4 separate regions of the Mus musculus genome follow, and all the other regions are linked to region 3. A link is a contact called in public Hi-C, HiChIP or PLAC-seq and Micro-C data. All regions are on one chromosome and are shown on one strand. The core of a region is the stretch at or near the end of the contact, and the rest is flanking DNA. Distances in the headings are between cores, read along the strand shown. Region 1 holds the start of Dlgap4 (DLG associated protein 4). Region 2 overlaps Epb41l1 (erythrocyte membrane protein band 4.1 like 1). Region 3 holds the start of Dsn1 (DSN1 homolog, MIS12 kinetochore complex component). Region 4 holds the start of 4930405A21Rik (RIKEN cDNA 4930405A21 gene).

Region 1 (3,025 bases), core at 11-2,510, 390 kb before region 3:
CTTCACCCTCCTCTAGGACTCCAAACTGACCTTTCCTCTGCCTATCTTAGCCAGGAAGCCAATTCCTGCAGCATGGGTCATGGCAGATCTCCTCTGGGCCAGTAGCTGTAGTTGGTGGGAGTCCAAACAGCACAAACCCTGGGAGAAAGGGAAGGTTGGTTGTTTTTTTTTTTTTTTTTTTTTTTTTTTTTTGAAGGGAGGCATGGGTGGGCCAGTAGTGTGAGAAGCTGGTACATGAAATTGCTCTGGGTCTTGAGGGATGAGTAGGAGTTTGTCACTGAGAGATGGTGGGAGGGCATTGCAGGCTCAGGCAAGAGGAGAGGCTAGGACTAGAATAGTGGGGTAGAGATGTGAGGAGGGTGGGCAGGCAGTGGAAGAGAAGAAAGAGGCCTGGAGGAGCCTCAGTTGCATACCTAGTATTCTCCAGGGACAGCTGTGTGGGAGCCAGGGGAGGAGGCACATCCATTTGACACCTATTGAATGCCATGATCCAGTACGAAGAGCTTACCTCTATTCTTTATCTCTTCGGTTTCTTAAGGAGGTAGATGCTTATGTGGTCCCGATTGTGCGGGTAGAAAAACGAGCTCAGGGAGAAGCACGGACTATGGTCCGTGATCACAGAGCCCCCGTGAGAGGGAGGACAGGTGCCCGGCCACGAATTCCAGAGATGCGTTAGCCAGCCAGGTACTGCTGCCCAAAACAAGGGTTCTCCAGGAAGCGGGTCACCGGGAGGGGGCACCCGATCCTAGAGGCAAGAACCCTAACGGGAGAAAGAGGGGTGAGAAGAAGCCTGACTCCCGCAGCGAGACCCAGACCAGCCGCATCTTTCCCGTGCCTCAGTTTTCCTACCCCACAGTGAACGCAGCCAAAACACCTTCCTGCCGACCCACTCAATAACCCAGGTTTCCAAGTTCGCGCGCCACCGCGGCCAGCGCTGTGTAACCTCGCTCCGGTAGTCTGCCCTCTCTGGACGATCGGTCGCAGATTCCCAAGCGCTCTTTCCGCTACACACCCAGCGTCCGCAGCCGCGGTGCCCCTCCCCTCCCCTTCCCTTCCCCGGGCGGGCGGCGGGGGTGGCGCGCCGGGCCCCGAGCGGCCCCCGCGGTCCCCCGCAGCCCCGGGCCCCCGGCCTGATCCGCGCCTGGTTTTGGGCGCAGCCGCGCGGCCCCCTCCCCCGCGCGCGTCTCCCCGCCCCCCGCCCCCTCCCCGCCGCTCTCGGGGAGCCGGGGCCGCGCGGCTCCTCCTCCCGCAGCCGCATCTGGGGCGCCGCGCCGGCCGGAGGAGAGGCATGGGGCGCCCGCGGGCCGGGGCCGGGGCCGGGGCCTAGGCGAGCGAAGCTTAGAGCGAGCGGAACGAGCGAGCGAGCGGAGCGGGCGCAGCGCAGAGGCCGAGTGGACCGAGGCGGTCGAGCGCAGGGCGCAGGTGAGCGCGCGGGGGTGGCACGCGTCAAGACCCTCCTCCGAGGCTAGATCGGGGGCAGCCCCCAGCCGCGGGCAGACCCCGGGACAGATGCGCTCAGCGACGGGGTCTCCCGGATCCTCTGACGGGCAGTGGCGCCCGGGCCTGGGGACCGACGCGGGCCGGCCCCTCCGATGCTGTCGGCCCTTCCCTGGCCGGGGCGCAGGAGCGGTTCCCGGCCCTCCATCCGCAGGCGGCTGGCAGCGGCAGCCCCCTCCCAGCCGCGTGTCCGGGCGGCCGGGGCTTCCTTGCCTTCAGCCTGCCGCACGCTCGTACTCCCTTCCCGGGATCTCCCCGGGACCGGGCATCCGGGGAGGGGGCGGGCGACCCCGCGCCGCATCGCCCCCGGAGCGCTCGTCTGCCCGGGAGGGGCCGAGCGACCCTGGCACCTGGGCTGTGGGGGGGCCGCTCACATGGCCACGGGAGGCCCCCACGTGCGGCGCCCCGCGGGAACGGGGGTTCGCGTACAGAGCGGGTGGAGGATAGACCAGGTGGCTGCGGAGGCCAGCTGGGTCCAGATGTGCAGGGCCTGCTGGGAGGGGACATGTGCTACCTGGGCAAGTGATGGTCCCTGGGCCTCCTTGGGCAGAGCTTGCCTTGTCGGATTCCCCATCCAGCCCTTCATCCATCTCCTTTCTCGCGTTCTTCTATGCTGCCTGTGTTGCGGAAAGGGCTGTCACCGACTGTTGATGTTGTGGGGGAAAATGAAATGGGGGAAGGGTGGTGGGTAGGTGGGTGGGTGAAGGCCAGTTGTGGCGGAGATACCCAAAGGATGGGGAACCTTACGCTTGGAGGACTGTGCTGATGGGGGGGGGGGGAATGTCCCAGCACCTCCACCTGCTTGGAAGTAGAAAATGCAGAGGGGGAGGGGGCTGCAGTCCCCAGCCCTAAGGAGGCTGGACTGCCCCGCCTCTACTCTTGGCACCTCCTGTGCGGTGGGGGAGGGTCCGGTCCCTCTGCCTCTGTGGCTTCACCAGACAGGACCATGTCAGAATGCCTGTTGGAGGAGTCTGTGGAATTCTTCCCTCAGGTGGCTACCTCTCTCCCCTTCCTCTGGTATAGAAAACTGTGGGCTGCCTGGGCCAAGGGTGGTCCGAGGGGCCTGAGCCAGACTGTTAAGGACAGCGGGACTGGGTGGGGCCGCAGAGCTGGCTTCCGGGCTGATAGCCGAGGCTCGGGTTGGGGGGCCATCCTCCCCCTCAGCTGGGCTTCAGCGACTGCTCAACAAGCTCCGAGTATGTTCCCAGTAGCTTCTGACGATGCTGTCTGTGCACGTGGGGCAGGCGTGTGTGCCTGTGTCTGTATTGGGGTTGGGGTGGGATAGAGTGTGTGGGTTCTCCGGAAGCTGGGCAATGCCCGGTGTGCCTGTGAGTGGTGTCCGCGAAGCCCTCGTCCATTTAGGCCAGGTGGAGCTAGGCTGGGCACTGGAGAGGTAGGTGGGCAGGGCCCCGAGTCAAGAGAAAGTGTGGGGTAGGCAGGGCCTGATGACTGACTTACAGAACCCGGTACCCAGGACTATCCTGCTGGTGTCAGCCAGAGATGAGCTGCAGGTTTGAGGGCTGTGCCC
Region 2 (3,090 bases), core at 267-2,766, 480 kb before region 3:
ACTGCCCCTCGTAGAACAGCATGGTTCTGCAACGCATGTCTGCTGTGTCGGTCCACCACTTACAGGTGCTCCGTGGCAGTTTTAACCCCGTGACCCCCATCACTTGCTGAGGTCAAGTGATGATTTACTGCCTCCTTGATCCCCCTGAACTGTGCTGCATAGCACCTGGAGAGAGCATGTGTCCGTGGACTCCTGAGCCTCCTACAGCTGGTCTGAACGCTGAGTGGTTTTTCTTGATGCAGGCCAGGGCTCATTTTACCAGGGTCTGGAGAAGGGGCAGTTATTTAAATCCACCAGGTCCTGAGATGTTAGGGCTGGCAGTGGACACTCCAGGAAAAGAGAAGACACAACCTCTGGAGAGGATGCAGGGCCAGCGTCTGAGCTTCTCTGCTTTGTGGCTCCCTTAGTAGAGCTGCACAGAGGAGTCTCAGAAACTCCCCCTTTCCCTTTACCCTAGCAGATCCTCGCCCCCACCCCTAGACAGTGAACACCAGCTTATTCATGCTGGTATCCTACCCCATGCTGTACCCTCTGGGCGGAAGGCTCCTTCTCCCTTTCCGTGCCTCACCGTGATCCAGGACAGCTCACGCACCTCTCTCCGTGCTTTTCTGGCTACCTGGGAGGCAGTACTAGCCCTACAGCATCCTGCTCTGTCCTGCCACTTTGGCTCTAACATTTCCAGCACAGTCAGGGCAATGGCTGGTTGCTCTGCCCTTCTCCCACCAGGTCTTAGCTGTTCTAAGGTACACTCGGTACCAAGGGACGATAAACGAATGAGCAGCTAGATACCAGGATTCTGGAAGAATCTCTCCTTTCTCCCTCTTCCTTCCAACCACATGAAAAGCTAGATCCATTTATCAGACCTACAGTGTGTAAAGCCATGAACTAGGCCTGAGAGTCGAGTCAATAGAAGCTGATCATTTAGCTTGAGACACCTAGGATACGGTTTGTAAAGCCAACTGATGTGTTTTCTCTGGCTTTAATTTTTAAAATTACATTGTGTTTTTTTATATCATAAAAAATATACCAAAGAAAAGCCCACCATGCAGAGGCGACGATAAATCCACACCTGAATGGAATCCCCCATGCTTTCCATATCTTTCGGCCAGCTAGCCTCCTCGCCTGTTCCCATCTGTTGCCTGGCCCCTGGATACTTCCGTGTGTAGTTCTTCCACTGAGCAGCAGTTTGCACGAAGTGACTAAAAGGTGTAGGCGACGTGTGTGTAAGGAGAACGCTGAGCATTGAGTTTAACCACACCAATACAGCCTCAAAAGACATGCAGCCCTGAAGCATGGGGTCAGGCCCTCCTCATGCAGGCAGTGGCCTTGGCTCTCTCTCTTTGGGTCCTTTCTCAGTGACACCAACCATGCCTTTACATACTTTTCCGTGGGGTTGGGAGAGAGCTTTCTCCTCCTGCATCCCTGTTGTCTGTGAAGAGGAGTTGTGTCTAGGCTTGAGTTTTCACGTGTCCCCTTTATGTTCCTGTAGTCTGTGAAAGCAGAAACCATGACCGTCAGCAGTCTGGCAATCAGGAAGAAGATTGAGCCAGAGGCCATGCTGCAAAGCAGAGTCTCCGCTGCAGACAGCACCCAGGTAACCTGTGCCCCTACTGTAACCTGACACAGGGACCGGCCATTTGAACATAGGATCCTCACTGAAGTGGCCAAGCCCTTTGGTCAACCTTTTCCTTCCCTTCATCCTCCCTGAGGTCAGACACGGAACAGGGAAAAACCATGCTTTCCCATCTGTAAATGGGGGTGATGTTGCCTCCCCCCCCTCCTCCTGGGGGTGTTCAGTGCTCATGGCTAGCAGTTTAGAGGCATGGCTTTCAGGCTGCTTGATACGTGTGGAGAGGATCTTTCCAAGGCAGCTTGGGGGAGAGAAAAGGAGACCTCTCAGTCACTGGTTGTTCAGAACAGCTTATCTGGGTCATTTTTTATGCATGGAGGTTCCACATTCGATTGGAAAGATGAACAAACCAGGCCCAAATGACTGAAGAATGTGTTAGTGAGGTGAAACTAGCTTGCACCCTGGAGAAGGCTAGCTTGCCTGGGAACAGCTCACAGCTTAGTGCACACTTCCTGTGTGTCCTCTGTGGCTCTTCAACTTTTAAAATGTATAAGTCTGAGGGATTGCCCCTGGTTCTTCTTGCCACAGGACTTCAGAGCTCAGTCCCTTCTCCTGGTGACCAAGAGCAGAGTCCTTACCTGGGGTTCCACCCCCAGCACAGGCATTCTGAATATGACATAAAATAACACAAATGTATTTTCCAGATTTTTTTCTCCTACTGTTACAGTATGCCAAGTAATGGCTTTGCAGCTGCTCCTGCCGTTAGAGAGTCGTAAGCTGGCTACCCCAGACAGGCCTCTGCCCTCCCTGGCTTGCTTTGTTTTAGCAACCTTTGTTTTTAATGCAAAGGATAAAGAAATCAAAACGACCTTAAATCCCATAACCTGGTGTCATCAAAACATCAAAATGTCCAGTTATAAAAGTCAATAGACTGGATGACATTATCTATATGTTGTCTCCTGGGAGAAGATACTAACACAGATGTTCACATCTGTTCATACTTAAAGTTATTAGATAAATAAGACCACTGACTCTTACAGTATATCCTTTGCCCTCAACAAGCTTAGAATTTACTCAATTGCTGTCTCTGTCTCTATCTGTCTCTCTGTCTCTGTCCCTCCTCCTTCACTTCTGTCTTCATGAGACAGGGTCCCTGTTAGGTATCTCAGACTGGCCTCAAACTTATTGTGCTGCTGAAGGTGACCTTGGGCTTCCTCCTGCTTCTACCTCCCATGTGATGATGAGATTGCAGGTTGCAGCAAATACCTAATTTTTGCATTTTTTAAATGGGGTCTGGGAATAGAACCCAAGCTTCATGCATGCATGTTAAGTGAGCACTTTACCTCCCAGCCCCATGTCCACTGGGGAAGCATGTCCTAACTGTGTTTCCGTCTCCCCTCACTGGACCCTGTGATGGATTTTATCTTTCCCAGTATTCAGTGCTATGGTAAAGTTTCCTTGTTCATATTTCTTGGTGGACTTTTAGAAGTATCAACTTCTGTTGTAGTTAGGGTTTCTAT
Region 3 (2,952 bases), core at 190-2,689:
ACAGTTGAAGGACCAGCTTCCTAGGAGCCTAGGCAGAAGGGAAGGAGGACGGAGGGAAACCTATTTCCCTGGTGATGGAAACCTAGAGAAGGCCTTTTTGTAAACCCACACACGTGTGATTCCAAAGGCACCAGGAGCCAAGGAGGATTCTGGGATAGTTCAGGAGCCTGATTCCCAAAGCAAGAGGCATTGAATTTCACTGTAAAACTCACCTTCTGATCTGGTCACTGACGTCATCCTGGATGAAGGAGGAAAACAGGAAAATGAGGAGATCCGTTCGAGCTCCAGTCTCACAGGGGCCTCACTATCCCATAATAGGTCTCATGCTTCAGGTGCCCTCACTTGCCTCCTCCGAGATTCTCAGCAGCAAGATTACTATCACTGACTGCTGTCTTCAAGAACTCGGTCTACAGAACCTATCTTAGCTCCTCACTTTGTGAGGCACTAGCCCCCAGTTCCGTGGAAGGTCTTAGGATCTTTGTTTTCCAAACGAGAAAACAAACAAACAAACCCCGCATCACTTCTTACTCTCTCCAGATTTTGCCATGGCTGGAAATCCTACTTTTTAATCTCTGCCCACATCTGTCCTTCTACCCATAAAACAGAGTCATCCTCCTCCCTAACTCTGCTTAAATACGCAGTCACTTCTCTTTGGCAGATTTGGAGGCCACACATCTTTCCTCTATAGAACTGGTTGGAGATCGCACCACATCCCCATTTCCAGCACCTGTCACAGAAAACAGACAGAGAGGCAAGGTCGAGTATCCATCCCGCCACCTTGCATCTAAGTCTCCCTCCCAAAAGACCGCTGAATGTGGAGGACGCTTGGTAAAAGCGAATGGAGGCTGAGGGACCATACTGAAAGGACAAAGACTCTAAAGATCTAAATCACCACAATCCTCGTGGGTGATCACACAGACTCCAGCTTGGATAACAGACATTGAAGCGCTTCTGAGGCTGTACACGTGACAGCCTTCTGACGTCATTATCCCAATCAACAACAGGTCCCACAACTCTGAGTAAGGGACTCTTTCGGGAGACCCAGGTTCCCGGGGCACAGCAGTGTAACCCCGGCTGCCACCCCAGCCCTCCGACCTGTCCCAGGCCACTATCTGGAGTCAAGGACGCCAGCAGTGCCCGGGAGCGAGGAGTGGCCTTCTTTCAGGCGTCCTGTCAGGAGAAAGTCTCTGAGCCCCCGGGGCCCTGCGGCTGGGAGCGGCCGGTGGGCCGGGCAGAGGCGGGTCAGGGGAGAACCACATCCGGGTCCCGAACCCCAGCGTGACGCCGGTCTAGCCCAGCTCCCCTCCCCGCGTTCCTGAACCAGTAAGCCCAAGGTCACCTCTGCAAACTCGGCGTCGCCGCAGAAGGTCCTCTCCCGCGTCAGTCCGGTTCGGGGTTCCCCGCTGCCTCCGCTACTTACGAAACTCCCGCCGAACAACTGCGCGTGCGCAGCCTCCGCCTTCCGCGCTGGCTCGCGCAACCCGTGCCTCCGGCGGAGCGCCTGCGTACTCCGGGATTTAACGTTCTGGCCCAAGCGCACCTTGTCCTACCGTTTTCACCCAGCTACAGATCAAGCACATCTGCAGCTACGTCCAGGCCTGGGGATTGACCTCTCCAAAACACCAGTTTGCTGACTTTTCCCGCCGTACATCCTACCTATGGGTGTGGTGCTGTTCCAGGCCATGGCTTCCCCTCTATCTCTTTGATTCCAAAAGTCTGGACAGTGACTTTCTCCAGGGAGAACTGGAGCTCTGAGCTCAGTCTGTACCCTGCCTATCTTCCTGCTCCATGGGCCCCTCCCATGGGCCCTTAAGTACCTAGCAAAGTTCAAGCACACCCCCTGCCAGCGTTAACAGCCAACCCTACTGCCACAACCCCGTGCCAATTCTTGCCTCTGTTCCTTTGTTCGAGCATGCTTTTTGCCTGGAAAGCCTTTCCTTTCTCCTTCCACCCTTCTATGTTGACGCTAGATGTTCAGTGCTCATGTCTGTTCCACTGTCCCGTGCCTGGGAGGGTCTTCTTCAGGACAAGGTATAGAGGCATCAGAATGCCCCCCATGCATCAATGAAGTGAATCCTTTCAGATCTGAACCTTGTGAACTGAGAGTAGTACGAAAGATTCCAAAGGTCCAGTTGTGGTGGTGCATGCCTTTAATCCCAGTACTGGGAAGACAGAGGCAGGAGGATCTCTGTGTCTTTGAGGCCAGCCTAGTACCCGGGCCAGCCAAGGATACATAGTGAGACCCTGTCTCAAACAAACAAACAAAAAACAAACAAAAAAAACAAAGAAGCAAAAGATGGGTCTGGCAGTGGTGGTGCACTCCTTTAATCCCAGCACTTGGGAGGCAGAGGCAGGTGGATTTCTGAGTTCGAGGCCAACCTGGTCTACAGAGTGAGTTCCAGGATAGCCAGGGCTATACAGAGAAACCCTGTCTCAAAAAACCAAAAAAAAAAAAAAAAAAAAAAAAAAAAGCAGAAGATGGCTAGCTGAACCATAATTTTGATAATTTTGACCATTTTGAAGTAATTGTGGTCCCTTGGAAGTTTTTTGGTAAGAGGTAGAAATGTGTATTCCAGAAGTTTCTACTCTGCCATTCTGGTCTAATAGTTTCAACAGCTATCTGGAAGAGGTGTGTTCTTATTCCTGAATATCACTTCCTGGAGCACCTCATGTGTTGATGTCCCCAAAACAGAACTTAATATTCCCGGCCAGAGCTGGCCATGTTGGGACACACTGAGATCACTGCCTCGTGGAATCCAGTCCCAGTAAACATCCTTGCTCGGAAGTCTTCCGTGGCTCCCTTCTGTTAATAAGATGCATACAGATTCTTGCCCTGTTCCACATCAAAGTTTCATTTCTTAACTTCATTTCCCCACCCCCTTTCTGGTTACTTTAAAGCAGGTTCTCATGTACCCCAGGCTGGCCTCAGTATATAGCCAAAGATGACACTGT
Region 4 (3,204 bases), core at 87-2,586, 290 kb before region 3:
GGCCTCGAACTCAGAAATCCGCCTACCTCTGCCTCCCAAGTGCTGGGATTAAAGGCGTGCACCACCACGCCCGGCTTCAAGTTTTCAAGGGATTTACCAAAATGGTGACCCAAAGGGGAAACCAGCTGCCAGTCTATCTGGAAAGGACCCTTTACCCTCTCCTAGAAGCCCAGGCTCATGCAGGAGGGTCTGAGGCCTATGTGCCAGTGTTACACCTCAGGCCTGGGTCAGCCAACTGCTCCTCTATGCTAGCCTGACTTGGGCAAGGACTCAGTCAGTCACAAAATCGTCCCCATACACACCTTACAGGACCTGAGGCGGGGGGCTGGGAGGGGGGTGACCAACAGAGAAGGGTGCTGACATTCCTCTAGGACCAAGGTCTCAGACTTGGTGAAGTCCAAATTGAAGCTGCCAGTGAGTTAGTTCTTCTGTTCAAGAGAGTGAGCTGGATCAAAGGGTCAAAGACTTGCTGGTGAAAATTCTGTCTCTGCCTGGTTTCTCTCCAGGGGATACTCAGCACTGGGGAATCCCAAAGAGAAAGGGGGACTTGCCCAAGGTTATGCAAGAAGTGTTACTGAATCGAAAGGACACAGCAACACATGAGGTGTCATAGCCATTCAAGAATTTACTTTGTATTTTCACCTAAAGCAAATGAAACTGAATAGCATGGTGTAGCCAACTCCTGCTTTTAGAGTGCTTAGCACAGTGCTGGCATCAAGTAAGTTTGTTGCTTTTGCCATTATTGTGTCTTAATGCAAAAGGTAGACTGGAAACAGTGTTACCTTCTTCATTTCCCACAGTCCTCTGTCAGATCCCAGTACAGAAAGCAGGCAACCAGCGGGCTTGCCAGGCAGCAAAGATCTGTGCTTGGCAGAACCTTCTGTAAATGGACTGTCAGTCTGTGGGCGGGGAGGGGGCTCACTCGGTTGTCACATTTTACAGAGGCACAGAAAGGTTAAGCATCTAACCTAAGGTCACACAAGTGGGATACTGAACCCGTCCTTAGGACCCTTGGGAGCACAGCAAGGGATGAGGCAAAGAGGCAACTAGAAACTGCGCGGCTGAGTAGCTAGGACCCGCGTGCGGGACAGAAAGCCCACGGTGGGCTCTCTCCTCAGCCTCAGTTTCCCTACCTACAGCGAGGCGTCGCCACCAGGGTGAGCCCGCAGGGACGGACGGCCACTCCAACTCCCGTACAGACCACGCATTGCGTTCCAGCTGGAACCGGTTTGGCGGGGCGGTTCGAGAGGGCGGAGCCCCTCACTCGGGCATGCGCGAGTTGGCGCGGGCGCGCACTCCCTTTCAAGACCGGCCGGCCAGGGCGTGGGCCGCGCGGTACGCGTGCGCGCTTGCGCTGTGTCCCGCTTGCGCGCGCCCCCTGGCGGCCCCGGAATCCCGGGCGACGCGCGCGCGGCTGACGCGAGGGGCGGGGCCGGCGCGGGGCTTTAACCCGGAGGCCCCGCCTCTCGGGCGTACAAAACCGGAGCCTCGGGCCGGGCCGCGTGAGGGAGGAGGGTGAGTGCCCGCCGCTGGCCGCAGCTGCCGCCAGTCCATCCGTCACTCCGTCCGTCTGTCCGACCCACGTCGTCGCCGCCGCCGCCGCCGCCTCCTCAGCCCGGACGCCCGGGGCCCGCCCAGCGCCACCCGGAGCAGCCGCGGCCCCGCGAGGAGACGGGCGCCGCCTCCGCCCGGCCCTGCCCTGCCCCGTCTTCCCGTCTGTCCGTCTGTCCGTCCGCCCGCTCGCCCGCGCTTCCGTCCTTCTGTCGGGCCACTGGCCCTCGGGCCCGTGTCTCCGCTGAGCCCGCTTTGTCTCTCCCTAGCTCGCTGTCTCTTTGTCTCTGCTCTCGCGCTCTCGGCCCCTCCCTCGCTCCAGGATCTCGGGTCCCCTCTCCCAGCGCTCCTCTCCTCTCTTACAGCCACGGGTTCTGGCACCCCCATTCTTCTGGACTCCCTAGATCTTTTGGGGCCTCTCCTTCAGAACACACTCCACTCCCCCAGGCCTTTCCTGAGCTTACCACACATCTTGAGGGTCCTTCTTGATGCATGTGCCCCTGATTTCCTGGGGGTTATCTCCACCTAGTCCGCATTTCCCGGAGGGTTTCCCACTTCTCCGGAGCCTCCCATAGCTATCAGAACCTTTTACATCCCTTAGTGGTCTCCTTGAACCCCCAGTGTCTCCCCAGCTCCCTAACTTAAGAACCTCTGCCTTTCCTGGATTTGTCCGCTGTCGCTGTCACTGTCTCTCCTTGTTCTCCGAGCGTCCCACTTCTCTGGACCCGGTCCCCCCCACCCCCCTTGCTCTCCCTGCTTCTTTCACGCGTCTGTGTCGGTGGTCTCATTGCTGTCTCTAACGCCTGCCTCAGCCTTCTCTGCCCGGGGCTCTTGCTCCTTTGCTTCTCTGCCCGATCCCCTGTCGCCCCTTTTCTCTGCTCCTTGTCACTCCCTCTCCCTTTTCTGTCTCTGCCGGGTCTCTGGGTCTCTGACCCCCATCCGGCCCTCATGGCTTTGTGTCTGGAGCTCTTGAAGCAATGTGAGTGGTGGGGTGTCCGGGTCGGGCCGGGCGGAGTCATCCCGCAGGCTGGCCGCGGCAGAGGCTCCATGGGGTTGGCGCTGGGGCAGGGGCTGGCGCTGGGGTAATGAGGCTGTGGGGCCTCTGGACCAGGGGAACAAGGATGGTGGGGCCAGGCTGTCTGGCGAGGGGGTTGGGGGGAAAGGGCCTTCCTGCCCTGAGGCTTCTGCTTGAGTTGCTTAAGTGTGTGGAGTGCGCCCTGGGCTGGGTATCCCTGCTGGTTTGGCCCTGCATGGCCTGGCACTTTGTGATCGCTTGTGGGCAGGCCTGGGCTATTTTGGAGCCGACAGCAGGATGTGATATCACTTGGGCGTTTATTTAGACCCAGCTGGGGGTGGGGGCTGCGTTCTTGCCAACTTGAGTAATGAAATTTTGCAGGGGGTGTGGCTTCTTAGACAGCTGGGCTATATGGTTGTGGTCAGAACTTTTCAAGCTACCCTGAGTGGGCAGGTGAACAGAGGTCTGTAAAACTTGGTCTTACTGAGACCAGGATGAATCGGAGAGGAATCGCCCTTACAATGATACTCTTGATTATTGTATCTGGCTGTCTTAGACTCTGAAATCTTGATTAGACCAGCTCTAAAAAGTTTGACTTTGCCTGTGACCCTTGCACTTAAGTCTCAGGTGTTCCATCT

The links. A called contact is a pair of places that touch in the nucleus more often than the background predicts. HiChIP or PLAC-seq counts read pairs in DNA pulled down with a chosen protein or histone mark.
Region 1: a Micro-C map of embryonic stem cells shows a contact between it and region 3, with 4 times the contacts expected there. The contact joins the promoter of Dlgap4 here to the promoter of Dsn1 in region 3. A contact is called at or near these places in 4 of 484 Hi-C or Micro-C datasets (cortical neurons and embryonic stem cells) and 1 of 115 datasets of contacts at active chromatin or transcription factors (embryonic stem cells).
Region 2: an H3K27ac HiChIP or PLAC-seq map of microglia shows a contact between it and region 3, with 5 times the contacts expected there. The contact joins the enhancer-like site here to the promoter of Dsn1 in region 3. A contact is called at or near these places in 1 of 484 Hi-C or Micro-C datasets (the G1E-ER4 cell line), 2 of 115 datasets of contacts at active chromatin or transcription factors (large pre-B cells and microglia) and 1 of 9 other capture datasets (embryonic stem cells).
Region 4: a Hi-C map of cerebellum shows a contact between it and region 3, with 1.8 times the contacts expected there. The contact joins the promoter of 4930405A21Rik here to the promoter of Dsn1 in region 3. A contact is called at or near these places in 3 of 39 promoter capture datasets (Sertoli cells, erythroid cells and neural stem cells), 1 of 15 datasets of contacts at CTCF or cohesin (the NIH/3T3 cell line), 35 of 484 Hi-C or Micro-C datasets (B cells, CD4 T cells, CD8 T cells and 24 more), 14 of 115 datasets of contacts at active chromatin or transcription factors (the SCID.adh cell line, bone marrow-derived macrophages, craniofacial prominence and 7 more) and 5 of 9 other capture datasets (adipose tissue, embryonic stem cells, liver and 2 more).

Annotation. Positions count from the first base shown.
Region 1 is chr2:156,612,437-156,615,461 of GRCm38.p6, forward strand. It overlaps Dlgap4 (DLG associated protein 4), which reads left to right and starts at 1,261. Exons shown (of 13, transcript NM_146128.6): 1 at 1,261-1,422. It overlaps Gm14169 (predicted gene 14169), which reads right to left and starts at 986. Exons shown (of 4, transcript NR_040372.1): 1 at 850-986; 2 at 509-760; 3 at 31-138.
Region 2 is chr2:156,525,400-156,528,489 of GRCm38.p6, forward strand. It overlaps Epb41l1 (erythrocyte membrane protein band 4.1 like 1), which reads left to right. Exons shown (of 25, transcript NM_001368800.1): 19 at 1,490-1,594. Among named protein-coding and RNA genes, the nearest start is that of Aar2, 21 kb to the right of the region's middle. Within about 2 kb of position 1,517, at least 2 of the 459 cell types and tissues checked have an H3K27ac peak or open chromatin away from gene starts, as enhancers often do. A contact at or near this core is called in microglia, where this site is marked.
Region 3 is chr2:157,005,636-157,008,587 of GRCm38.p6, forward strand. It overlaps Dsn1 (DSN1 homolog, MIS12 kinetochore complex component), which reads right to left and starts at 1,440. Exons shown (of 11, transcript NM_025853.3): 1 at 1,340-1,440; 2 at 213-238. The coding sequence starts at 237.
Region 4 is chr2:156,719,573-156,722,776 of GRCm38.p6, forward strand. It overlaps 4930405A21Rik (RIKEN cDNA 4930405A21 gene), which reads right to left and starts at 1,337. Exons shown (of 4, transcript NR_040505.1): 1 at 1,134-1,337. All of the region lies in intron 7 of Dlgap4 (DLG associated protein 4), which reads left to right.